Regions from separate parts of the Sus scrofa genome. Here regions 1, 2 and 4 are each linked to region 3. Evidence: chromatin contacts called from public Hi-C and promoter capture Hi-C data. All regions are on one chromosome and are shown on one strand. Each heading gives the region's core, a stretch centred on a gene start, on an enhancer-like site or on the middle of the called end of the contact. The rest is flanking DNA. Distances are from core to core; before and after follow the strand shown.

What was found. Promoter capture Hi-C pulls out the DNA fragments that hold promoters and counts their contacts. Hi-C and Micro-C count contacts between places; a contact is called where the count stands out from the background.
Region 1: a contact with region 3 is called in a promoter capture Hi-C map of liver, with 4 times the contacts expected there. The contact joins the promoter of CNTD1 here to the promoter of AARSD1 in region 3. A contact is called at or near these places in 1 of 5 promoter capture datasets (liver) and 1 of 2 datasets of contacts at active chromatin or transcription factors (alveolar macrophages).
Region 2: a contact with region 3 is called in a promoter capture Hi-C map of liver, with 3 times the contacts expected there. The contact joins the promoter of PLEKHH3 here to the promoter of AARSD1 in region 3. A contact is called at or near these places in 1 of 5 promoter capture datasets (liver) and 1 of 2 datasets of contacts at active chromatin or transcription factors (alveolar macrophages).
Region 4: a Hi-C map of liver shows a contact between it and region 3, with 2.3 times the contacts expected there. The contact joins the promoter of BRCA1 here to the promoter of AARSD1 in region 3. A contact is called at or near these places in 2 of 47 Hi-C or Micro-C datasets (heart right ventricle and liver) and 2 of 2 datasets of contacts at active chromatin or transcription factors (alveolar macrophages and skeletal muscle).

Annotation. Positions count from the first base shown.
Region 1 is chr12:20,058,218-20,064,966 of Sscrofa11.1, reverse strand. CNTD1 (cyclin N-terminal domain-containing protein 1) reads left to right here and starts at 2,213. Exons shown (of 4, transcript XM_021066977.1): 1 at 2,213-2,626; 2 at 6,094-6,169. The coding sequence starts at 2,458. LOC100518575 (cytochrome c oxidase assembly factor 3 homolog, mitochondrial) reads right to left here and starts at 2,136. Exons shown (of 2, transcript XM_003131381.4): 1 at 1,859-2,136; 2 at 983-1,519. The coding sequence starts at 2,072. The coding sequence ends at 1,413. WNK4 (serine/threonine-protein kinase WNK4) reads left to right here. Exons shown (of 22, transcript XM_003358035.5): 22 at 1-279.
Region 2 is chr12:20,157,769-20,164,315 of Sscrofa11.1, reverse strand. It overlaps PLEKHH3 (pleckstrin homology domain-containing family H member 3), which reads right to left and starts at 2,241. Exons shown (of 14, transcript XM_003358036.4): 1 at 1,982-2,241. The coding sequence starts at 2,143. CCR10 (C-C motif chemokine receptor 10) reads right to left here. Exons shown (of 2, transcript NM_001044563.1): 2 at 4,798-5,865. The coding sequence ends at 4,798.
Region 3 is chr12:19,915,705-19,922,429 of Sscrofa11.1, reverse strand. AARSD1 (alanyl-tRNA editing protein Aarsd1) reads right to left here and starts at 4,195. Exons shown (of 12, transcript XM_021066968.1): 1 at 4,037-4,195; 2 at 3,780-3,911; 3 at 3,238-3,397; 4 at 2,684-2,741; 5 at 1,675-1,831; 6 at 1,462-1,578; 7 at 1,094-1,224; 8 at 688-754; 9 at 427-518. The coding sequence starts at 4,075. PTGES3L (putative protein PTGES3L) reads right to left here. Exons shown (of 7, transcript XM_021066969.1): 7 at 6,578-6,725.
Region 4 is chr12:19,783,729-19,790,244 of Sscrofa11.1, reverse strand. It overlaps BRCA1 (breast cancer type 1 susceptibility protein), which reads right to left and starts at 2,158. Exons shown (of 24, transcript XM_021066931.1): 1 at 976-2,158. It overlaps NBR1 (next to BRCA1 gene 1 protein), which reads left to right and starts at 1,231. Exons shown (of 21, transcript XM_005656955.3): 1 at 1,231-2,159; 2 at 5,247-5,366. The coding sequence starts at 5,265.

The DNA of each region.
Region 1 (6,749 bases), core at 964-3,463, 140 kb before region 3:
GACCTTGGCACTGAGGGAGTAGGAGGCCCAAGGGGCATGGAGAGTGCTACTCCATTATTATAAGAGTCAAAGATGTTGGAGCTGTCTGCTGTGTGTAGAAGGCAGAAGTCCTGCGGCCTACCATCCTCATCCTTGCCACTTCCCCAGCCAAGAGTCAACCACTAAGCAATCCCACCAGAGCCCAGATGCTTCTAGGGGGCACACTCCCAGCTGAGCATGAGGAGGGGGTGTTCTCACACCAGAATTAGTAGCAGCCAATAAAAATGCTGGCGCCTAGAACCTGGTGATTTTGTATCTATTGGGCCTTAGGAACTAGGTGCAAGCTTTGTGGAGTAAGGCAGGGGAGAATTTAGCAGAGGAATTTAGAATTCCCCTCTCACAACAGGGAGACAGGGATGGAACCCAGCCTTCTGGCTTCTTGCCAGCAGTCCATGTGGAAACTGCAAGGTCAACAATCCACCTGACCAAGCTACAATTCCATCCAAACCCCACCATAGTCCTACACCAGCAGGCCCAGTAGAAGTTAAAAGAACAAAAGCTGCTTGTCCCTCATATTTCATCTCTCTCTCCATGGGAAAAGGTCAAGTTGGAGTAGTGTGTTCTCTCCCCCCCTTCTTCTTTTGGTAACACCTGTCGCATGCGGAAGTTCCCAGGCCAGGATCGAACCCACCCCACAGCAGCAATCTGAATTGCTGCAGTGACAATGCTGGGTCCTTAACCCACTGGGCCACAGGAGAACTCCTGGAATAGTGTGTTCTTGAGGGTAGAGGACAGAAGAGTGTCCTTCCTTCCCCCAAGACCTAGTTCAGTCTCGAACAGCCCAGTGACCCACCATGATCTCTCTCTTAAATCAGGTGGAAAGATCTCATGGAAAAAGTAATTCTAGTTAAACATTTACGGCTCCCTGGGGCAATGCCATTGCTGTGGTTACTGCCTGTAGAGCTTTCCAGCATGAGTGTCAGCTCCAACACACTCACTGGACTCAGAGAGATGACTCAGTTTATTATTCTCAACCTGACCCCATCTTCCACCTTAGGCTCCAACATTGCAGAGCTGCCACACCCACCCCCATAAGAGCCCACCTCTTCTACTCTGACCTCCCTGCCAGCACCTGGGAGGAGAAGGGGTTAAACAACAAAGTGAGAAAGACTGGGAAAAGTCAAAGTCAAGGTCGGACACCTCAAACAAGGAAACAAATTAGGAGTCAGTGTCCACACACACTGGGAGGTGGGCACGTTCCCTTGACAATGGCCAAATGCACAATCCCTGGCTACTTGGGCTCTACCATCGTTCAAAACTGGTAAGAAGGCCAGCAACGCTGTGAGCAGGCTTCAACTTCTACCGAGTCACGGGGCATCAGTCATCGTGTGAAGGGGCTCCAGCAGGTTGGAGATGCACCATGCCCATGTGGATCAGTGTCCTGATGCCCTTTCCAGAGCTCGGGCTCGAGCAGCTTTGGCCTCATCCTCCAGCTCATCCAAGAAACGCTCCTGGGACACCGAGTAGAAGGTGTAACCATCTGGGGAGGTGGGTTCAGGAAACCACGTGGAATGTGCGCATTCCCTTTTCCCACACTTGCTCAACCACCGCTGCTGATCATCCTCCCAAATTCGATCTTCTGCCGTCTGCTCCTGGGAGCCCTCACCCGACTCCGTAATCATTAATCAATTATACTAAAATACTACCTTTAAAATGACAACGTAAGGTACACCAAACGCTTGATTCAGAGTTAAAAGGAGCCAAGGTTTTCATATCTCGGGCTCCTTCTACCACCCCCACACTGCCCTCCTACACGCCCCTGCTGCCCTTCCTGTTCCCCTAAATGCGGTCTCCCTGAGTCTACAGTCCAAACGGATACAAATTGCCAACACCAGCGCCCCGATGCCCAGGCCGGTCACGATGTTCCGGGTCCGCCGCTGTGGCAGCGTCTTCTGCCACTGGGCGAGCTGCACCTGCCGCATGAATTGCAGCTGCTCAGGAGTCAGTTTCTCCCGAGTCGGGTCGATGCGCTGAGCCACGGGGGCCTTTCCACTCTTAGAATCCACAGGATTGCCAGCTCCCGGCGCCGCCATGTTACCGCTCCGCCCTTCACAATTCCCGGGGCGCGGTGCTTGCTGGGAATCGCCGTCCTCGGCCGCCGCAGGGGGCGCTGGGAGATGTAGTGCGCATTTCCTTTCGAGAAGGGAGTGTGGCTCCTGGAAGTAGGGGGAGGGCGGGGCAGGCGGGAAGAGACTGTGATTTCCGATTGGCTGAGGGGTTCGCGGCCGTTGGGGCGAGAAAAGGCTGTGGAAAGCTTGAGGCTGTGGTATGAACAGGGTTTTCCTCAGACTTGAGGGGAGGACAAGCGCGCAGAAAGGGACGAATTAACCAGGATGCGGCAGAAGAGTCTACAGAGAAGCTAAGGGCGTCGGTTTACGGATCCAGTGAGCGTTCAGGTGCCCGAACAGGGTTCTGAAAATGGACCGACCTGTAAGGCCAAGATTGGCCTCTCTCAGTGACTTTCAGTTTGGAGCTGTTGCCACAGAGACGATCGAAGACACTCTGCTCCACTTGGCCCAGCAGAATGAGCAAGCCGTTCAGGAGGCCACGGGCCGGATGGGCAGCTTCAGGGAGACCCGGATCGTGGGTGGGGACTCAGCCCGGGGAGCTGGGTTTATGGGTAACTGGGGCACCAGTCTTTGAGGCACCGACCTTGAGATTCAGTCTAGTCTACTTTATTCATTCAAATAAGGTTTTGGTTTTGGTTTTGGCACCTACTAAAATGCAACTGCTATATGCCAGGTGGTTGGGGTAACAGTGATGAACAAGACTCACCAGCACCCTACCTTTGGTTTCAACACGTATAGAGTACTTATTCTCTCTGCCTCCTGGGATAGAAAGATGAAAGATCTAGTCCCTGCTTTCAAACCATGTATGTAATCTTTAGAGGACAGTAGGACAAATCTGCAATTGACTAGGTACAAGTATGGTTAGATAAGCGACATACCACATAAAGCTAGCTTTTATAGGGAGTGATGGAGTGAGGTGGGGGTAGGAGGAATTAAAGGAGTCCTTCAGGCATCGTGGCATTTGAAGTAGATCTTGAAGGAAGGAATCCATTTTGTTTGGCGAAGGTGGTGGAGAGGGACTGTGTTTCTACTAACGGGGTAATACGAATCAAGCTATGGAAACAGGGACACTTTGGATGAATGCAGATATCATGTTATCCAGGTTGGCTAGAGCATGTGGAAGAGTAGGTGAAATTCAGACCAGAAAAGTGGTTTGGAAACATTCCATGTGGAACTTTAAATGCCAAGGTGAGGAGTTTATACCTGACTTATTAGGAAAACAAGAAGACATTGAAGGTCTTTTTATAGGAGAGTGATATAACTGTAAACTTTCCCTTAGAAAAAATTATTTTGGCTGTGATGTAAAGGATGGATTGGAGTAGGGAGAGATGGGAGGTAGGAAAAGTGGAGTGGAGTCTTTGTCAGTAGTTTTTGTGACAGGGCAGAGAAAATGACAAGGGAAGGTAGACTAAAAATATTTCAGAGGTAAAATCAGGGTCCTGCACTGGATGAATTTCAGAAGTGAAGACAGCCAATATTACTATGCCAAAAGATTGAGCCTAGAAATATAGTGGTGCCATTAAGAGAAACACGCACATACATTAAAAAAATAGAACAAGAGGAAATGTGACATTTGGGAAAGAAAATAGCTTTGGGATCTCCTGAGTTTCAGGTGCCTATAGAAAATCCAGAGGAAGGTTTCTAGCAGATTATTTCAAAAGTAAATCAGAAGATAGTCATAAAAAAGAAAAAAATAATGCCATTTGCAGCAACATGAGTGGAACTGGAGATTCTCATACTAAGTAAATCAGAATGAGAAAGACATCATATGATATTGCTTGTATGTGGAATCTAAAATATGGCCCAGATGAACCTATCTACAGAACAGAAACAGACTCATAGATATGGACAGCAGACTTGCTGCTGAGGGGAAGGAGAAAGAAGTGGAATGGAATGGGAGTTTGGGGTTAGTAGATGCAAACTATTGCGTTTGGAGTGGATAAGTAATGAGGTCCTGCTGTACAGCACAAAGAACGATATCCAATCACTTGTGATGGAATGTGATAGAAGATAATATGAGAAAAAATATGTATAACTGGGTCACTTTGCTGTACAGCACAAATTTTTTTAAAAAGTAAGTCAGAAGAGAGGTCAGAATTAGAGATAAGGTTTGGGGAGCTATCTCTATAATGATACTGTTGAAATTGTGGCAAAGGATGAGTTCCTAGAGGGAGAGAAGAGTAGCTGGTCTAGTACAGTTCCTTGGGAGAGGTTTTGTGTTCGGGAAAGTGGAGTAGGAAGAAAAGCCGTGAAGAAAATAAACGGAGTGGTTGAACAGAAGCAAGAGACCTTTGGAAGCAAGAGGAGAGTTTCATGAAGGATGATAGTCAGTAGTTTCAGATGCTTCAGGGATATGAACAACGGGAATGAGTATTGCAAAAGGGCCATGATGAACAATTTGGATATATTTTCTGACCTTTGAGACAATCATTTCAGCAAGTTGTAAAAGGGAGAAGCCAAATTGCAGAACATTAGGGAGTAAATGATGAAGTGGAAGCAGCAGGTGTAAGCTAGGCTTTCAAGAAATTTAACAGTGATGGAAGCTAGAGAGATAGAGCCCTAGCTTAAGAGAGTAGGGGGGGTGTCTTTTAGTTAATAGATCTGAGTATGTTTGTAAGTAAGGAGGTGGAGTCAGCAGTGAGAGAGAGATGAAACCCTCATCCATTCCGCCTAACCCAAAGAGTTTTCTTGGCAAATTAAAATGGAAAATAGAAACGATTGCCCAGATAATTAGGTCAAAACCAAAACCAAACCAAACAACTGCGTGTGCAGGCAAGTGCGCGCGTGCGCGCGCGCGCACACACACACAGAAACGAGACAAAGAAATAAAACCTAAATTTTGGCAAATAAAAGGACTAGCTAATAACACAATTATGTGTTCTAGGATACTTTGCTTAACTGCTTAAACTAATTATCTTCACTGGACACTGTTAGCAGAGCTTAGCCTCTGTAACAAGGTTTTGTCCATATATCTATGTATAAACGTGTGTCAAGTAGATTGCTAAACTGTCTTGTGCTAGCTTACACTTGATCTTAGCCAAAAGGCCAAAAAGCACTTGTCTTGTGCTAGCTTAAATTTCACAGTTTTTTTTCAGATTTTCTCTGAAGATATATGGTAATTTGCCTGTATGTAATTTGCTAATCAGTGTTTAAAAGTTCCTAATTATGCAGGAGTTTTGAGAACTAACATTTAACCTTGTTTCCACCCTTTAATGATATTGCTAACTAAACAGAATTCTATCTGGGGCTGTTCTTTCAAACAGAAACACAAGCAGCCTAGAATTTTGCCAAGTTATCTTACCCTTCCCACCTTCCCAGTGACTCTCCGATCCCAGGTTGGGCTATGTTCCCTGATTTAGGGGATGTTTCTTCCAAATAAGCCAGTTCACAGTAACAAACTTGTTCCTGGGGAGAGGCTCAGCTACCACAGATTTGCCCAACGAACTGGTGGCGGAGAGGTGGTGTCCAGCTGTAAGGTGAATTGTGTTTGTAAAGCAATAGGAGTCCTTCAGAGGGTGGTTACTAAACAAACAGTGTTATGAAGAATACCGAAGCTCCAGAAGAGACCTTTCTGTTCCTGTCAACATTCCACTGAGAACAGAATATAAGGGTTAGGTTTTTATCCATCCAAGAATCTCCCTTGAAGCTGGAGGTTCCCAGCATGGTGTAGAGGCCAGCTAGACCAGCTGCTATTTTTGTGCATAGCCGGCCAAGCCTTTTATCAGCTGAGACCCACAGGAAGGCTCAAGGGGCAATGAGCAGGCTTGGTAAGCTTTTGTCTTTGCACTCAGCCTCGTTTTCATGCCTCTCATCTGCCTATGGCAGCAAAGGGAACCAGGCTCTGCTTGGGTTGTTTCAGTCTCATCTTTCTCACCTCCTGACCCTCTTCCCTGGGCCCCCTTATGGCTTTTACACAACACCAAGAGTTCGCAGGGTCATTTTGGTTGCCCCTTGTGAATTAGGCTCCTCTTTCTTGTTTTGGCAGAGTTTGTTTTTCTCCTGTCTGAACAATGGTGTCTGGAGAAATCTGTGAGCTACCAGGCTGTAGAAATCCTAGAAAGGTAAATCCCTGAGCATAGGCCTTTGTGAGGGGTACCTCTCAGAATAGCTAATGTACCCAGATCTTAAAAAAAAACAAAAACAAAACCAAAGCAGTTGTCCCTTACCATCCATGAGTCCTGGTTTTCACCTTTTTTTTTTTTTTTTTTTTTTTTGCGTTATAGAGCCTCACCCACAGCATATGGAAGTTCCCAAGCTAGGGGTCAAATTGGAACTGCAGCTGCCAGCCTACACCACAATCACAGCAACGCAGGATCTGAGCCATGTTTGCATCCTACACCACAGCTCATGGCAACACTGGATCTTTAATCCATTGAGTGAGGCCAGGAATTGAACCTGCATCCTCAATGAATACTAGTTGGATTCATTACCGCTGAGCCACAAAGGAAACTCCCTGCACCTTTTACTTGCAAATGAAATTTAAAAAAAAAAATTTTTTTTTTTTTTTGGTCTTTTTGTCTTTTTAGAGCCATACTCATGGCACATGGACTTTCCCAGGCTAGGAGCCCAGTCGGAACTGTAGCCGCCGTCCTACACCACAGCCACAGCAACTCGGGATCTGAGCCTCGTCTGCCACCTACA
Region 2 (6,547 bases), core at 992-3,491, 240 kb before region 3:
GCCCTACCTCTCCAGATGCCGGTGGCCTCTGCCCCAGGGCAGCGCTGCTCAGGGGATTGAGGAATCAAGGACTGAGGTGATGACTGTGATTGTGACTGTGACTGTGACTGACCTGAGCTGAAGCCACTGGGCTCGCCCTTTCCACCAGCCTCTACAGAACAACCCAAGCTAAGAAGCCAAGACTCTAGCCTTGTCTCTGTTACCCTTTAAAGATGCAATCAAAGGTTGGGGTAGAATAGAAAGAGCACTGGGCAGAGAGTCAGGAGACCAGGGTTCTAATACCCACTCAGTTACTAACTCTGATCACAACCCCCTTGTGCAACTTTGACAATCCCCCTCGAGTCTTTGGGCTTTAGCTTCCCAATTTTTGGAAAAGAAGAGGTGGATGAAGCCTTTTCTTGCTCTGGCAGGCTTGAAGTCATCCCCTCCTCCTCCTTTTCCCTTCATTGACAGGTGGGCATTCAGGCTGGCAGGGTGGTGGTGGGCATGGAGATGGATGAAGGGAAGAGGGACCCTTTCAGTATAGGGCTTTCTCCAAGAGCTTCTTAAACCCTCCCACAGACACCTCTGAGAGTCAGTGGTAAGCAAAGACCCTGCCCTTTTGCTAGGGCTCAGGCCAGGCTGAGGATACTCTCCATGGGAGGTAGAGTCTGGAATTTTGTCCTCCCCCCACTTGCCCCCTGTGCCCTGGAACTTCTACTGAAGACTGAGGTCTAAGAGAGGCCAAAAACCCATCCAGGAGCCAGGTCACTCGGGAATGGTGCCATGGTCCCATTGCGTCCAGGCAGTTAAAGCCAGGAGGGGGAGGAGGGAGGGGGGCCAGGGACACCTGTCCCCAAGCTCCAGGGAGGGGGGCGGTGGTGGATGTGCAGCATGAGGGAGCAATGGCAGGGTTTCACAAAGCCGGCCCTGCCCAGGCTGGAAGCTTGGGGATGCCTGGGTCCTATGCTTCCCTGGGGGGGAGATCCACTTATTTTCTGGAGGGTCTCAGTGAGGCTCTCAGCCACACGACCAACGGGGCAGGTGCTGACCCCTCTCTTAGACCAACTCCCCTAATCGCAGTCCCCTGCTTCCCTCCCTCTCCCCTCTATATTTATCCGCCCTCCGCCTCCGCCAGGTGCTGGCGCCGGCCCCAGCGGCGCAGCCCGCCCCACCCGGGCACCGGGCACCGAGCCACCGGGCCTGCTGGGGACCCCTGAGCGGGGGATGGGAGCCTGACCCAGGCCACAGCACCCGCGAGTCTGGTTGCCCTGCGTCTGGTTGCTGGCATGCAGGGGCATCAGAGGGGACATCAGGGGATGATGGCCTTCAGCACCAATAGAGCCTCGGTTTCCCCACCGGAAGAGACGACAAAACTGGGGAGCCCTATGTCCCTACCTGTCCCCTCAGGGATTCCCCAGGAGCCTCACCAGGGAGGGCCCAGCGTTCTGTCCTGAGTGCCAGAGTAATAATGAAGGGTCCTCAGAGAGTTGTGGCCCCCAGCTCCCTCTCCATGGGGTCCCTGCCACAGACCTCAACGTGAGGATGCCTGCTTCCCCTGGCCCAGGTCCCCGCGGCGGGAACTCCCGCATCTGGCTCCCAGCACTGAGGAACTGGGAGCGGAGCGGACCCAGGCGTCCGAGCCGCCCAGCCGGCCTCGCCACATTCCTCGGCGCTGGCGGAGGCGGAAGGAGACGGGATGGGACGCGGGCCCGGCGGGGAAGGGAGAGGCAGGCCAGGTCGGGCCAGGCGTGACGCCTCCCCTGCCCCAGGGCCCCCAGCAGGTGGACAGCGCCCAGCGTGCAGCGCGAGGCCCACAGGCACATCTCAAGGCGGGCTGCTGCTTGAGCTCCTGGGGGCTTCTGGCCCCCAGGCAAAAAAATCCTCTCCCGAGTCCCCACTCGGCAAGAACACGGCGTTTGGCTGGAGTAGGGCAGGATCAGGCGTGACGGCTGGCTGCAGTGAGAGGGAGAGACAAGGCTCCAAACCCCCCGGGACTTACCCTCCCGCCGCCCGCTGGACTCGGGGTCCGTAGCTCAAAGCTCTCCTCGTCCTCGTCTTCGTCCCCGTCCCCGCTAAGCTCGCCGTCCCCGTAGTCCCGGTGCAGAAGAGTAAAGCCTCGACGGCAGCAGAGGAGCCACCACAATCCCCCGGGGAGAGGCATCCGGGCGAGCAGCCGGGGGAAGGGGACGCGGGCAGTCGGGGCCGAACTGCAGGGGGTCGGAGAAACTGGCGGGGCTCCGACACCAGCCGGGGAAAGATGAGGCGGGAGGAGGGGAAGGGAGAGGGGGACTGGGAGGAGGCGTTGTCTTGCGCTGAGGTGCAAGGGGTCGCTAACTAGAGCTTGTGGGGGGCTTAGTGTCTGGGCCCCCGGAGGGGGAGGGAGGAAAGGGTCCAGGGCCCGGGGGCGGGGGGCGGGGGGGAGGGAGCAATGTCCGGAGCTGGGAAGTAGTGTCCGTTGTAGTGTCCAGCCCTGTGGGGGGCAGTGTCCGGTGCAGTGTCCGAGGAGGGCAGTTGTCCGAGCTCCAGGGAGGGTCGTGTCCGGTAGGGCGTCCGGTGGCCGGGGCCCGGGCCGCGCGCGCTGCGCTCCCTGCAGCCCCGGGACTGGCGCGCTAGGGGCACGAGCACAGCGCTGGGACCCCGCCTCCCCGCCCCCCTCCCGTCCAGGCTCCCCCTCCCTCTTCTTTCTCTCCTCCCTTCTTTACAGGGCAGGGTCCAGTTCTCGTCACGGCCTCCACGGTCCAATCCTTGTGCCTGGCGCCGGGCGCGGCCACCAATCAAGCCACTGAAATCGCGGCGGGTTGCATCATGTGCTCCTGGCTTGGTGACAGCGGGGAGGGGCATGGGAATAAGGAGGGAGGGGGCTGTGAGCTGTTAACCACGCCCCCATCTCTGAGGTCGGACTCTGACTGCTAATGACGTCACGGAAGCCCGCCTTCAGCCTCTTGTTTTAACTCTTGGCTCACCAATCGACAAATTAAAAGCGCTCTTGAGCTGGAGCTTTGGAGGACGAAGGGCCCATAGGGCATAGAGGAAGGCTCCGATTGTTGCCCTCTGAACCCTTGTCTCGGTCTTTGAGAAAGGAAAGAGCCTTAGCTACCTGTGCCAGGCACAGCCCTATAGGTAGTAGCCCTCCGCCCCTGGATGGAGGAGTCCTGTTCCTCTATCTGAGTCATCTTCTTTTTGAGGCGAAGAAGCTGAGGCAGAGACTCCGGGAAAGTTCTGACCTAGGCCGGAAATAAATCTAATTTAGAAGGCACAGTTCAAGGAACTCCAGTTGGAAGAGTGACTTGGAATTCTAGGGAATTCGAATGAAGTGGAGGCCTCTCAGGGTGACTATCCCTGCGGTTCTGTGTAGGAAGGGGTTAACAGAGGCTCTAAGCAGACGGGGCGGGGTCAGGGACGGGGCGGGGCCAGAGCGACCGCGGGCGCGCGCGTGCATTGCTGACTCAGCGGCGATTCCCGCGGTCTCCGGTGGATGGTTCCAGGTTGGCCCCCAGTGGCTGGCGTGTGGGACCCTTTGAGGATCGGCGCCATCTCCGGTGCTCCCCTAGATCCTGTCCCTTGAGGCCGTGGTTCTTGGTCTCAGCCGCCAGAGGCTCACGGAAGGAAGGCTAGCTCGAGCTGGGCGGGGCGGGACAGGGCGGGGACGACAGGCCAGCGCCTCCCTGGAGACATCCCCGCCACGCCCCGCCCGTCTTGCCCTGGGTCCCCAGACTCTCGATTGGAGCGGTTGGGGCAGCTTTGATGACCGGATATTAAACCGGGAGACTTGTCACACGCGGACACCATCGTGCCTGTCGTGACTGTATAAAACAAAGACCAAGAATCAATGTCTCTAGAGGCCATCCCTGCCTTGACCTCGCCCCAGAGGAGTGTGGCCTGTGCTGAGGCTTCCTAGGGACGTTAGCACCACAACCATGTACCTGGATCCCAAGCCCTTGCCTTCAAGGGAAGTTTTTTCCCTTGTCTAACCTCTCTCCGGCAGGTTCAGTGCATTTCCTCTGACCTCGTCCCCAAAGAAGATGGAGAGTGGCTGTCACCCCTACTCCACCACGCCCGTGACAGCCACTCTTTGGAAATTTGCAACTTGGAATTCTCTTCTTGGATCTTCTCCAAGGTGAAAAACTCCGACAACTTCTTAAATTGCTTTTTTTTTTCTCTCCACCAGAGAACCTTAGAAGGGACTGTCGAGTGGTAATTGAATCCAAAAGCACACCCAAAACGGGAATCTCCTGGCGCCGTCCCTACCCCCACACCAGGCATAGGCACACACAGTCCCCGACAGCCTCAGCTTGAACATTCCAGAGGCTGGGAGCTCGGTACTTGCTAAGGCAGCCATTACTGGATAGCACTCTGTGGTTGTTAGAAAGCTCTTCCTTACACTATTTCGGGAGGAACCCCCGCCCCTCCTCGCCTGGCAGCTTTCCCACCTCACCTCTGTTAGCAGAGTCCAAGGAAAGGTGGAGAGGGTGTCAGTGCCTAGAGCTTTAGCAGGCTCAGCAGCCCCCCACCCCCACGCAGGCTCTCAGCACCTTCCACCAAGAGTCAAGCTCCGCGGAGTGGGAAGGGGGGGCGGGAGGGGGAGTTACCCTCCAGCTCTGCCCTGCTACAAATCACTTCCAAGCCAGTGTCTCAAAAATAGTAACAGTTGTTGGGTTGCATCTCATTTCCATGTTGTAAATTTAATATGCCAAAGAACAGAAGCAATTCCTTTAGGTCCCTACCTCTTCCTCCGTGTCCCCCGCTTATTCCCCTTTCCCACTACCCTCCCTGGAATCATTTCCTCAGCCCTCCCCCTTCTCTTGATTCGCAGCTCTAGTGATCCCAGAAGGAGACACTGTTGGTCTCAGTGGGAGCCGAACAGGAAGAAAGGCGGGGCCGGCGGGGGCAGCGGCCGCGGGGGTGAGGCCCTGGACTGCAGCCCCCACTCCGAAGCAGCCTCCGCAGGTCCTGGCGGAAGCGCAGGCCCAGAAAAGCGTAGAGCACTGGGTTGAGGCCGCAGCGGGCGAGGGCCAAGCCTCCGGTCACCAGCAGTGCCAGATCCTTGCGCTTGCTGGCAGGACAGCTCCGCTCGCGGGCCGCCAGTAGGTCAGCAGTATCCAACAGCAGGGCGAGACTGTAGGGCAGCTGCAGTATCACAAACGCCGCCACCAGGGCCACCACGACGCGCAGCGCGCGCCGGCGCTCCGGCCCCCTGGTGGCCAGCAGCGTGCGGCCCAGGAGCGCGTAGCAGGCCGCCATGACGCCCAGCGGCAGCGCGAAGCCCAGGACCACCTGCGCTACGGCGCTCGCCCCCTTCACCGTCTGCGTGAGGCCCTCGGGGAAGATGAGACGGCAGCGCCGCTGGCCTTCCCGCTGGCCGTCCTGGCTGAAAAGGAGAGCAGGCAGCGCCAGGAGCAGCGATAACAGCCACACGACGACGGAGACCAAGTGTGCGCGGCCCGGCGCGGAGGGTCTCGGTCCAGCTGGGAGGGCTCGCGCGATGGCCACGTAGCGGTCGGCGCTGATACAGGCCAGGAAGAGGAAGCCGGCGTGGAAGGAGGCCGAGTAGAGGCCCGAAATGGCGCGGCAGGTGACACTTCCCAGACTCCAGCCCTGCAGAGCCCCGGCTGCAGCAAAGGGCAGAGTCAGAGCCAGCAGGAGGTCGGCCAGGGCCAGCTGGAGCAGGTGGGCGGAGGTAGGCGAGCGGGCAGCGCGACGGGCCGCCAGATGGGTGGCCAGGACCAGGCCATTGCCCGCCAGACCCAGAGCAGCCACGGTCAAAGAGACACTGGGTTGGAAGGCCCGACTGAAGGCCTGGACATCAGCCTTGTGGCAGAGCTCTGGCAACGGTTCAGCAGAATATGCCTCTTCATAGTCCCCGGAGTAGGGGCCCCAGGAAACCTGGGGAGGCCAAAATGAGAAGAGAGACCTTATGAGACATGCCTCCACCACAAGCCTCCCCCTCCCACACATGCATTCCAAGCTGGGAGCACCTGTGTGACCAGGCACAATGGTACAGTACACGGTGAGAAGACAAACTCTTCTCCAAACTCGTCCTAGCACACCCTCAACAGGCCCTCGCTTCCCTTGCACCCCTTCTGCCTCTGTGTCCAGCTTCCTTCGTGACCTTGGGCAGGCCTTTTTCAGGATCTCCAGTTGACTAATCTGTAATGTCGAGTTTAGAAATCCTGACTAGCCCACCTAGCAGGGTTGTTTGAAGCAAGGACGATAAAGGGTGTGAAGCATCAGTGTTCCGGGTAGGCCAAGCGTTTGTATTATCAGTAAATCTTAGAGTCAGTTCCTTTGCAGCGCCCTCTCCTGGAAGAACACTCACATGCAGCCTCTGCCTCAGACCTGGTCCCTGGAGGCCAGGCTTGGTCTGGAGTCCCTCCCCCCAACCCCCACCCTCCAGTACAGGTGCACTGAACTACTTATACCGAGGTGGTCATAAGGGTTGGGGCTTAGGTTTTCTGGCCTCGGTTGGGAACTCAGACTTCTAGCTTCAGCTCACCCTTCCCCTCAGCCCCAGTCCCGTCCCCCAACCCCAGCCGCACAACCCCAGCCCCATCTATCTGGTCCCAGA
Region 3 (6,725 bases), core at 2,946-5,445:
AAACAAAGGACACAGGCCTGAGATCCAGGTTACAATGGGAGTTGGAAAACGGCAGGAGGCCCAGGTCCTCCTCGCGGCTGGCCTCCCTGCTGCCTTTTGTGCCAAGTCCTAGGCTCCCTCAGCAGAGAAAGAGCGCGGGCTGAGGGCCAGTCCTTCTCAGCCTCGGCACTCGATAACAAGCTCTGCATCCGTTTCCTCTCCCTCAGACAGGATTCACCCGGGGCAGTGGAGCCCTGGTAGGTGGTGAAGGAGATGAGGGAACTTGCTAAGGCAAGTTCCAGTGTTACAGTGAAGGTGTTTCTATTAAACCCAGAAACCCTGGAATGTAACATGTCTGAGGACACCAGGGGTGACCCACCCCCCACTATGCGCTGCGTACAGGGGAGGGGCTGAGCCCCAGGCCAGCACCCTGGGCCCCTCTCTCACCGGTGTAACGTGACCACGCCTCCCCAGTCTGGGCTGTTCCTGAGGCTGAGAGCGATGTGCACAGCCAGGTCTCTGAGCAGGTTCAGGTTGTTCTGAAACAGAGGCCATGACTCAGTTGACAGGCGGGGAAAGGGGAACCAGAGGGCGCACTGTCCCGCCTCCCCCGCCCACTGCCCTCTGACCCCACACATCCGGCCAGGCGGAGGCGAGGCGCCTTGTCGGAGGGGCCAGTTCCAGGCAGAGCCTCCAGGCATAAGTCACCTTCTGCAGGAGCTTGCTGGAGGCCTGCAGCTTCTTCACTGCTTCCACGTGATCCTCTGCTGCACACCTGCAAGAGAAAGGTTCTTGGAGGCCCACCCGGACTTCCAGCTGCTTTTGGCATCAGGCATAAATCAACAGTGCTCTTCTTTACGGTCTGTGTCCATCCCGATGGGGACCTGGGGACACTGCAAGGAAACCTCAGGAGGTCGGGGGAGAGGATATAAAGGAAAAAACCGTTTTGTGTGCCTCTGACTGATGATCCAAAGCACTGTGTCACTCACGATGGCATCCTCCCCCGCAGAGAGAAGAGATTACTCTGTCTGTTGTACCAGAGGGAAGGCTAAGCTCTGGCTAAGCTCCGGGCTGCCCAGGGGCTGAGAGCAGGGGGCAGTGGCAGGGGGCGTACTTCAGCAGGGCCGTCAGCGCTCTCTCGGTGCTGTGACTCCTCTCCATCCACTTCAGCACCCGGTTCCCAGCCAGAAAGGTCAGGTTGGTTTTGTTCTTTTTCCCCTTCTCAGTGCCCAGAATTTTAATGACCTACATGAAGCAAGGAGATAACACACCAATACACACACACACACACACACACATGTAAACTGCAGTGGTGCTGGACCTGAGGGTAGGCGAGAGAACCTCCCCCCAGGCTCAGAAGCAATAAAGGAGTGATTTCATCTGGGACCCCTCAGGCGTCCCCCTCTATCGCTCCCAGCCCTGTCACGATCCCCCACTCTCAACACCCTCTCTCCCTCCCGCTCAAAAGCCCCTCCTCCCTACCTGAAGGTCACTGAGATTGCTCACGTGGGTCCCACAGCACATGTTAGAATCAACGCCCTTGATGGTAACGACTCGAATAGGCCCAGCGTGATCATCCGGCAAACCCCGGGCCCTCACCTGGAATACAAGGAAGGGAGGAGGGCTGTCCGAATTCTGGTGAGGAGCCCAGGGAAGACCACTCTAGAGAAGCCATCCCACCATCCTTCTCCTCACCTGCTCCACCTCGGGGTCATCCAGGCTCAGTTCTCGCACATTCACTGGCAGCCGATCTCTGATTTTTTCATTGACACTCTGCTCAATGGCAGCTACCTGCTCCGCAGTCACAGAGGGGCTGTCCAGCTCGATCACACTCCGGAGTCGCCCCAACTCCCTGCCAGAAGGAGGAGAGTGGTAACAGGATGCTGATGAAAGCAACGATAGAGGGTTCCCCGTCGTGGCGCAGTGGTTAACGAATCCGACTAGGAACCATGAGGTTGAGGGTTCGATCCCTGGCCTTGCTCAGTGGGTTAAGGATCCGGCGTTGCTGTGAGCTGTGGTGTGGGTTGCAGATGCAGCTCGGATCCCGAGTTGCTGTGGCTCTGGCGTAGGCCGGTGGCTACAGCTCCCATTCAACCCCTAGCCTGGGAACCACCATATGCCGCAGGAGCGGCCCGAGAAATGGCAAAAAGACAAAAAAAAAAAAGAAAGCAATGACAATAACAAGAGAAGTTTACAGTTTACAAAGCACCTTCATGTAAATGCTCTGTTCTATTTTTGTCCGTGCCTGTGGCATGTGGAAATTCCCCGGCCAGAGATGGAACAGGAGCCACAGCAGGGACCACAATAGGCCGCTGCAGTGACAGTGCTGGATCTTTAACCTGCTGTGCCACAAGGGAATTCTATAAATGCTATTATTTAATTCTCACAAAAACATCACAAAGTAGGGGCTACCATTTCCATTTTACATGTGAGGGGTCATGTTGAGGAACCTGATCAAGGTCACAGAGCCGGGGTTCATCCCCTAGGTCACTGGGCTGTAGGTTCCATGCTCTTTCCTAAGCAAAGGCAGATGTCTCTTCTTCCATCCTTATGTTTCCCCTGAGAAACACAAGGTCACCTGCCACCCATCGTCAAGGGAAAAGGAGAGCACAACAGATTTTTATCCTCCTACCCCTGACGTGCTACTGGGAAAGGAGCTGGCAGTCAGGCACCCAAGGCTGACAGTTTTATGCCTCCTGCTCACCATGAAGTTGTCTTCAGCCCAAAAAGATGATCAGCAACCGCAGTGATAAGATGCTGCCCTAAGCAGAGAAAGCAGGAGACAAGAGAAGAGTAAAAAGCCCAGGCAGCCACACAATCCCAGCATAAATGTCATCACAGAATTTCTTCCCTTGAAGACCTGCAGTACAGGACAGTGAGTAATGCTCCTTTTTTTTTTTTTTTTTTTTCAGGGCCACACCTGAGGCATATGGAGGTTCCCAGGTTAGGGGTCAAATCAGAGCCCCTCCCTTGGCCACAGCAACGCCAGATGCAAACTGCACCCGCAACCTACACCACAGCTCACGGCAACATCAGATCCTCAGACCACTGAGCGAGGCCAGGGATCGAACCTGCGTCCTCATGGCTGGTGATACTCAAATTCAACCGTTATGCTAATATTTTTCCTTCAACTGTTCATTTTGCTTTTACGGCACTTATCACATCCTGCCTGAATTGGAGTTGATTCTGAGTACGTCTGTTCCTTCCAAAAGGTTAACTTCTAGAGAACCCAAACCACCTATCATCCCACACACCTACCTGAATGCTGCTGCATGTGGTCAAACCTCCGCTCCCAGTCCACTCGGACCTGGACCTCGGTCCCAGGGGTCAGGGGTGTCTGGGTGAAATGATCAGCCTGGGCGCCGCGGCGGGTCACTCTCAGCACAGAGATGTCATTGATTGTACCATGGTCATCAGGCTGGGGAAAAGAAGTAAAGATAATCAGTAGTAGCAGGTAGGGATCACCTTAACTCCCGAATACAAAGACCCTCTAGGGAGAGTATGCGAGAAACACACCCAGAACTTGAGATTCCCTAGGGGAGAAGAAAGAGCAAGGCCAAGTGAAGTGGTACTTTTGCTTCATGAGGAGACTGTCCCTGTCCTCTTTACGCTGAACACCTATGTATTTGTTGATAAATAACCCGTTGAATGAACAAATGAACTGAAATGAATTAACTTCCATTTGTATTCATTGTATCTGGGACACAGAAACAGATCATCTTCCTGCTGAGCAGAAAGGAATTACTGGCTTCCAGGGAGGCAAGAGGCGGGAAGAGGAGGGGGAGGGTCGGGTCTGCTACCTGTCCCCCGCCCTCGGGGAAAAGCAGCGTGTCTTCCAGCACCACTTGGAAACCGCTCAGTACTTCCTTCTTGCCGTTGCTTCCTTCGATCTGCAGCTCTGCGGGACTGCAGGAAACCACGGTGGTGGTGAACTGGGAAAAGAAGGAAGAAAAAGTAAGTCCCGACCGGACTGATCCCAGCTTGGCGTTCCCTCCTCGTGGCGCCCTCCTGCCTGCACCGCCCGGTCCGCTCAGCTCCCTCGCCCCGCCGGCCGCACCTCCCTGGCGTAGCTGTCCCGCTGACACCTGAACGCCATCGGTGCAGTCTCTTAGAACGGCGGGATCAGCACACACAGGAGCCGCCTGGCGAGGACGGAGAGCGAAGCGGGACAATCTTTATTCCGGGAGTGTCTCTGCGCAGACGCAAAAGGACATGGAAAAACGGTGTGCGATTAGGACAAACTTACTGAAAACGCGACGTGTCGGTGTTCTGGGTTATTAAAATAGCAACAATTTTAAGGCTTTGAAAAGAACCAGAAAACAAGAAGAAATACAAGTGCGGTCTAACTTGCCAAAGCACTTAATTTAGCCACTTTGGGCCCCAGGAATGTACGTAATTCCGCCCCGCAGAAGCCCAGCTGGTAGACGTGGGAATTGGTACCGGCTTGGGTGCACGGCAGCGCTGCCCAGTGGAAAGTAATGCGAGCCACATATGTTAATTTTTTTAAATTTAAATCGACCTATCCAGAATGTTATTTCGTCTGATGATAAGTCTTTTTAAATAAATGAGGGCTTTTTTTTTCTCCATTAAAAAAAAAAATTCGAAACCTGGTGTGTATTTTACATCTACAGTACATCTCAGTGCAGACTAGGGACATTTCAAGTACTCAATAACCACATGTGACAGGTGCTCCCGCATTGTACAGCATAAAAAGGTTAACAGGAGTCAAACTGCAATCAGCGCCTTACAACGTTAAAGAGATTAAAAGTTCAAATTAGGAGTTCCCGTCGTGGCGCAGTGGTTAACGAATCCGACTAGGAACCATGAGGTTGCCGGTTCGGTCCCTGCTCTTGCTCAGTGGGTTAACGATCCGGCGTTGCCATGAGCTGTGGTGTAGGTTGCAGACGCAGCTCGGATCCCGCGTTGCTGTGGCTCTGGCGTAGGCCGGTGGCTACAGCTCCCATTCAACCCCTAGCCTGGGAACCTCCATATGCCGCGGGAGGGGCCCAAGAAATAGCAACAACAACAACAAAAGACAAAAAAAAAAAAAAGTTCAAATTAACTTTCTGCTCTTTTATTTATTTATTTGCCATTTCTTGGGCCGCTCCTGCGGCATATGGAGGTTCCGAGGCTAGGGGTCGAATCGGAGCTGTAGCTGCAGGCCTTCACCACAGCCACAACAACTGGGGATCCCAGCCGTGTCTGCAACCCACACCACAGCTCACGGCAACGCTGGATCCTTGGCCCACTGAGCAGGGCCAGGGATGGAACCTACAACCTCATGGTTCCTACCGTATATGTTAAGCAAAGAGCCACGATGGGAACTGCAACTTTCTGCTCCTTTAAATCAACTAATAAAAATCTTCAAGTCTCCATGTTTCAGAATTTAAGGTTTTTCGGACTTTAGACAGTAATGCAGAGCATACCCATGTGTTACATAATGTGTTTCATTTGGCACTCTGGAGCAACCCACTTATATTCAAACGCATTAATGTTTATGCTGGAATAAACAAAGGCTATAAATAGCTCCACATCATTTTAGGTCTTGTTTTCCTGCCAGATGAGTTTTGGTGTTAATTTTTTTAAGTTGGTATTTAGAGTTTTTGGTTTTCAGAATTGTGGGTATGTTGATATGAGGGTGATAGCAATTCCACTTCTAGAAATTTACCCTACAGATATCCTTGCCAAATATGTAAGGACATACTTTTCAATCTGCTCCTTGCAGCATTGCTTAAAAATTGAAAAAGACTGGAGTTCCTGTTGAAGCGAAGCAGAGACGAATCTGTCTAGTATCCGTGAGGATGCGGACTCAATCCCTGGCCTCAGTCAGTGGGTTAGGGATCTGGCCTTGCCATGAGCTGTGGTGTAGGCCAGCAGCTGCAGCTCCAACTAGATTCCCTAGCCTGGGAACTTCCATATGCCACAGTTGCGGCACTAAAAAACAAAAGGTTGGAAAAGACTAACAACAACCTAAATATCCCTAGATAAAGAGCCTGTTAAATTATGGAAAATATATTCAATTAAATACCATGTAGCCATGAAGAAGAGTTAGATCTATAAAGACTGATTTGGAAAGAGCACCAATACATATTAAGTGAAAAAAAGCAAGGTGCAAAATGTATAGCCTGATTCCCATTGTATACACACACATTACATTTGCCTGTGTATGTGTAAAATCTTTATATTATATGGCATATAAACAATACATGATCCTCTAGGTGTTTATGTTCCATATATAGTCTATATTTTATCTTTTTTTTTTTTTTTTTTTTTTTTTTTTTGCTATTTCTTGGGCCGCTTCCGCGGCATATGGAGGTTCCCAGGCTGGGGGTCTAATCAGAGCCGTAGCCACCAGCCTACGCCAGAGCCACAGCAACGCAGGATCCAAGCCATGTCTGCAACCTACACTACAGCTCATGGCAATGCCAGATCGTTAACCCAGTGAGCAAGGGCAGGGACCGAACCCACAACCTCATGGTTCCTAGTCGGATTCGTTAACCACTGCGCCATGACAGAAACTCCGTATATTTTATCTATAATTATGATATATAGGTATAGAATTTATAATGGGTATAATATGTAGAGATACACATCAAGATATAGATAAACATATGTAAATTTATTGAAGAAACTGTTAACAGTGTTTACGCCTATTGAAAGAGTACAAATTCTGCTTGTTTAATTTAACAAACCTCAGTACTTTACCATGAGTTCAAGAGCAAAGTCTAGGTATTGCATTTTGCTTA
Region 4 (6,516 bases), core at 909-3,408, 130 kb after region 3:
GTGAGAAAGAAGAATGTATATATGTATGTGTGACTGGATCACCTTGCTGTACAGTAGAAAATTGACAGAACACTGTAAAACAGCTATATACAATGGAAAAAAAATAAAAGTCATTTAAAAAATAATAAAAAAACAACATTCATATCTATGTTCATCAGTGATTAAAAAAATAAAGATTGGAATGCTTTAAAATCTGGCCAACCACTGAAATAATGACTAAAGCCTTACTTTAAAAAATTCTAAGTTGTCTTTTTTGTAAATAAGAGTATTTAAATTCACCATTTTTTCACATCTAGCCTCCAACCACTTAGTTTCGGTTTTTCCTTTCTCCAAGAAAAGGAAAGCCACGGGGGGTGGGGGGGGGCCGGGAGGTGAGTGGTGATAGCCTCCTACTTCTTCAATCATCCTGAATGTTTTCTTTTTTCTCTCTTAAAATCAAAATCAACGCTCCCCACCCCTTCCCTAGTGTTTCCCACTGGCCTGCACTCATCTCAAGATCGTCTTCAGGCACATCCATTCCAGCAGCGTCTGTGCCTAGGGAAGCTCGCCCCTCCACTTCCTTCTTGTTCCTCCTCAGAAACGCATATGAATCCAGTTCTTAAGGGCTCTCCTTCTCATAAAATCCTGTCTCCTCCTCTTCCCAAATTACTGCCCCCCTTTTTTTCCTTAGGATCCCCTTCTCCCACAGTCTACTTATACCATGGTGTCCCCATTAAGACCCATTCCAGTTCCTACCAAGATCCCCCCTCGAACACACCCTGCCCCTCCCTTATCCTCAGCGCACCCCCCCGATCCTGCGACCCACAAAGTTCCCCCCTCCTCTTCATTTCCCCAGACTCAACGTTTTAGGCTTCTCAGATTCCATCTTCCGCCTGCCCCTTGCCAGATAACACCCATCTTGCTCGGCAGCTCTCTCCATACCTGTTTATTCGCCTGTCCCCAGAAACTCCTCTCCCTTCCCCAGGGCTCTCTCACCTTTACTCAGGGCAAAGCGCCCGGGATTCCCGGGCCTAGAGGCCCAATTCTCTGAAAAGCCCCCCGACCGTCCTCGGTCTTGAAAACACAAGCCGCGCAGTCGCAGTTTCAATTAATCTGTAATTCCCGCGCTTTCCTGTTGCCACGGAAACGCCATCGCGGAGCGTGAGCCTTTCAGAATGCGAGAACTAAACAGGTTACGGAAGGGCGGAGCTGAAAGAGCCGAGTCCCTCGGGGCTCCCGATTGGTCATCCATTCTTTCCCCGCGTTGCGTAATTAGAAAGGGACGGAAGACAACGAATTCTCCCGGAGTTTTCCAGTAGGCGTCCACCCCCTCACCTCTAGGCTTGGAGTTGCGACTTATTACGTCACAATGATTGCTGTACTAGAGTCGGAACCACTGCGTGAGTATGGAAAACAAGCGAGAGTAAGTGCTTAAAACAGTCACAGGAAGAGGCCGGTACCCTCACTCTTTCCTCCACAATGGACGTCTCCAGTTTAGGTAAATAATTGTGGAGGGAAAAAACTACCATTTCCAGCATGCATTGCGCATCGAAAGGTCTTGGCCACAGAGTTCCTAGGAAACTGTAGTCTTAAGGAGAGGAGCTTCCGACAGAGGAAGCGGGCAGGCTTCTGACGACAACCCAGTTGATAAATTGAAGAGCTCTGCTGCGCTTATGCACTCAACAGATATGGATTGGAACGTTGTGTTTTGCTATCTTGAGAGCGGAGAATAGGCTAAAGAACCTACAAGTCCTAGGAAGACTACAATTCCCATCCAGCCCCGCGAGTCTCCAGCAAGTCATCTTATAAGGTCGGTGACCTAAGGGAACACTTCGGGCGCAGCTTTTACCTGGGAAAAGGAAATCCGCCAGTGTCCAGGCTCCGGCCCACGGCTGCGCACTGGTAGTTCCGCCCCTTTGCCCCAGTGTTTGTTATTGTTGTGAGGATCAGGGCGCTCCTGCCCCGCCCCCGCCAGCGCATCTTCGACCAATCAATCGGGTGGTGGTTTTGAGGGACAAATGGCAAGAACCAATCATCTTGTTGGACACTCAGAGCAACAGGGGACTAGGCCCTGTCTCTCTCCGCCATGTTAGATTTATCCCGTAGGGATAGCAGCAGAGCTGGCAGTGAACTGTCCCTACGCTGGTCTCCGGCAGGCGCCCCCCGGGGGCGGAAAGCTGGTAAGGAAGAAGCTGCGGTTGCCTAGGGTGGTGTCACGTCGCCCTGAGGGTGCTTGGGGAAGTTCAAGGAGGGAGTCCTGCAAAGAAGAGGGGCGACTTTTTCCATGTCTGGGGCAGCTGATCTTTTCAGTGACCGGATGGGAGAGCCGTTTGAGGGGGCCGAGGAGGCGGATACCACCGGAGGGTTGAAGGGTCCATGGTTCAGAACGCCTGGGTTCTGCTGGAGGACGCCAAGACTCCCCAGCACAAAGAAGGCCTAAGCAAAGAAAAGGAAAGAGAGTCCTTAGGGGGTGGTGACACTGCCTGGGGGACATGGAGTGATAGGAAATGATAACTGGACCACTAGGAGGAAGTCTGCAAGGAAAAAAAAAAAAATGACACTACCCACACAGTCTCTTCATTCCTCCTCACCCCACTTTTGGGGAAACTCATAAAGAAGTCTCCTTGGTCAGGGACCTCCGGTGGAAAGGCACCGTTTTATCTTTTTATTGAACATGCAGTTTTCAGGTGACACGTTTTAACTAGGATAGCTTGTACAGGCCTCATTTGGAGACAGTAATCAAAGCTCAGCTTCCCAGGTCAGCCTTATTAAAGAGATTTTTGATATCCCAGAAAAATCGACAGGAAAAGCTTTGTGCCAGGCAAAGGTGAGCCAATAGCATGAACTTGAAATAATTCCAGTTAATGAAAGCTGAAGGCCTGAGCCCCAGCTACCTGACTTTACCTACTACAGAGACAGATGGTGTTAACCATAGCCTAGATATTTCCACAAGTTCAAGATTAGTGCTCTTGCTGAAAGCATTTTCACATACAAGGCGAAACAAAAATAGGCAGCTCTTTATGAAGACCTGGATGTGGTCCAGCTAAACTAGAATCTCCCACTTCCTGTTTTCTCCTCATCCCCCGCCAACCAGCTGGATGAGCACCAAAGTATCTAAACTAATTTCCAATTGTGTAATTTGAGAAAAGGGGAAGAATATGTTTCCTTCTGGATTCTCAAAAGTGTGAGAGTGAGTTTTTCATAAGTTGAAAAGTGAGAATGTGTTTTAGGATATTCACTTTTGGTGGAATGAATCAGTCACTTAATCGCTCTGATTTTTTGCTGAAGATTCTGGGGACTTGGCAGGAATTCTGTCCAAATCTTAAGGACCCCAAGAATTGCATTTTATATGAATGAAATACTATATGTCAACAGGATTGGTGCTAGAAACTATTTTGTTGGTGAACTTGGCTCTAGGTAGAGATAAAGAATAGAAAAGGTTGGGGGAGATTGTCTTTGGATTTAAAAAAAAACTCTGATCCATCAGAGAGTTCAAGGTCATTTTTAATGACAGTCTCAGTTGTATTGTTTCACAGGGCAGTTCCTTATACTGTGGAAAACAGGACTGTTTTAAGTTCTGAAGACTGATTCATCATCATGGTAACTTTTACGTTTGCGTACCGTTTTCAAAGAGCTAGCATACACATTTTTATTTGATCCTTGTGATTACATTGTGAGGTTGGCAAAACACAGATCTTAGACCTATTTTACAGATTAAAGAGCTGAAGCTCAAAGGTTAAATGACTTGCTCACACTTGTATGGCTAGTAATATGCCAGAACTGGGTCTGGAACCCAACTCTCCTAAACCCCTGTGCTCCTCCCATCCCACCCCGTTACAGTATATAAACTCCTGAGACTTAATCTTCTTCCTTTCCAATGTCCTGTGCCTGGAGCATAACCTGGCTCTTTGTAGATGCTTATTCAAGCTTTGTTGATGAATATGTTTAAAAGCTGGCCCTTTTCACTGCAACTTCTTATGTTTAGATTTAAACAAATGATTTTTTTCATAAAGTCATAAAAACAACCAATCTAACAACCCATTAGTAAACAAAATCCTTAAAATTCTTACCTTTTTTTTGGTCTTTTTAGGGCTGCACCCTGTGGCTTATGGAGATTCCCAGGCTAGGGGTCCGATCGAGCTGTAGCTGCTGGCCTTGCCACAGCCACACGGGATCCGAGTTGCATCTGCAACATACACCACAGCTCACAGCAACACCAGATCCTTAACCCACTGAGTGAGGCCAGAGATCAAACCCGAAACCTCATGGTTCCTAGTCGGATTTGTTTCCACTGAGCCACAATGGGAACTCCCTAAACTTCTTATCTTTTAGAGGTAAATACTCAATTATTTTATGTATGCAATGAGGCTGTCAAAATAATCCAGTAAGAAAGGGCATTGCTGTAACAAGATTAGCCCTGAGTTGATGATAATTATGGAAGGTAGTTGATGGGTCCATAGGAGTTCATTGTGTATTAGTCTCTCGTCTTTTGTAAAGGTTTGAATTTTCCCATAATGATTAGATTTTTAAAATTAGATTATTATAGTTTTGTTAAACATTAGTTGACTACATTCAATCCAGACTGGGTGGGGGGGGAATGGAAAGGTATGGATGACTGAGGGTAGCTTTGAGTTGATTGTTGTAGTTAGATGTTCATTATTCTCCACTTTAATGTGTCTTGAAATTCTCCATAAAAGAAGAAAAGCAGACTGAAAAAAAAGAAACACAGTTCATGAAGGATGAAGTGTGTTGAATGCTACTACCCCTGTGTAGTTTCTTGGCTAGTGTTTCAGCCTCTAAACTGTTAAAATTGATCTAATAGAGAGCCTGAGTTGCTCAATTGAGGAAAAGGCTGTTTTTCCAAGAAAATGTAGAACATCCCGCTTTCAAATTTTAGGAATGTAAATTCCCCAAGGGTAGAGACCTAATCTTATTCATCTTGGTATCTTACTTCTAGTAAATATATAACAGTAAATATTAATTAAGCAGTCATTATGAAGTCACAAAATCCTAAAGGATTTTACAAATGTTAGATGATTTCTGTGATGTGGCCAAAACATACATTCTCTCTGCAAACATATAGCAGTGAGATTTGTTTTAAAACACCCACTAAGACTGTAAATAGCAGAAGAGCAGGAACATTATCTTCTCAGCTACTGCTGTGTCCTCCTAGCCTAGCCTGTATTAGTTCCTCAAAAGTATTTGTTGAATGAATGTTTATGCAATTCTTAGAATCCTTTCTAGTATGTTGTCTCTCTCTCACCTAGACTCTCTAGCCTTACAGCATGGAACCACAGGTTACTCTAAATGTGACTTTTAAAAATGAAACTCAAAGCTTTCTGGTTTCTGATCCAGAAAATACAACTTGGGCTGATGTGGAAGCTATGGTGAGTGTTACTTTGTTTTGTTTCTTCATCCTGTAAGCATAGATATTTTTTCCAAAGGCAAAGGCAAAGCTGTTTTTAGCAGTGCTTCCTAGCTGTAATAAATTCAGTCATATTTACCATTTCTGGACCCTTTGGAAAATTATTTTTGACAGGGGTTTGGTATTCAAATAGGAGATGTGCCCCAGCAAAGGGAGTAAATTCCTTTTGCAAAGTTTAGAAAGGAGAAGTAAAATTATTTTTAAAGCGAGTTAGGACTTAAAAAACCTGTTAATTTTAGAAACAGTCTGAGGAATGAATTGGTGTGGGCCCCACCCTAACAAGGCCCCAGGTGAGTGTTCTCTTGCTTCAGAGCGTATAGGTTATTGTGGTTTTTGAACCACCAAGGATATAATTTGTGTTTTGAAAGAGCCGATCGATTGCTTTTATTGCTAAGTCAGAAGCTGAGTATCTCAAAGTTGAACAGAAAAAACTCCCACAGGTGTTCAGACAGCAGCTCATCTAGTCCTTTTGGTGCTGCTGTTAGTGCTTTTCCTCCTCTTGGTTTTGCCCTTTGTACTCTTCTGTATGTGTTTGATTTGCAGTAGTGAATGTTTTACTTCCTGTGTAACTGTGTTTATTTAATGAAACTTCGATAAAAACCTACTTTTATCTGGTTATATGTTATGGTAACCAAAAAGGAAACGAAATGGTGGAGAGACGTCAAAAGATGATCTGATTTAGTCCTCTGTCTTCCGGGAAATATTTCTTTAGTTTCTCTGTACTGTCTGGGACAGATGGTTATCCAGAGAGTTGGGTCCTGTTTGTCAGATGATCTGAAAACCAAACACAGCTATCTTTCTTTTCCTACTAGTTCAATGAACTAACAGCTTGCCTTTTTTCTTCATTGTAAATTTTAAACTATAAAAGTGTAATACATGCCCATTGTAAGAAATGAAACAATCCAAACATACATAAAGAAAACAATCTCTCTCTACCTACTGTTCTAACCAGTGGTAACAGCCTTATATGTACTTTCTATATTTTCCATGTTCATACAGGTATCATACCAGGTTCATACTCTAACATCATTCTATAGCTTCCTTTTTTTTTCTTTCTTTCTTTTTTTCCTTAAAGGCTGTACATGCAGCATATGGAGGTTCGCAGGCTAGGG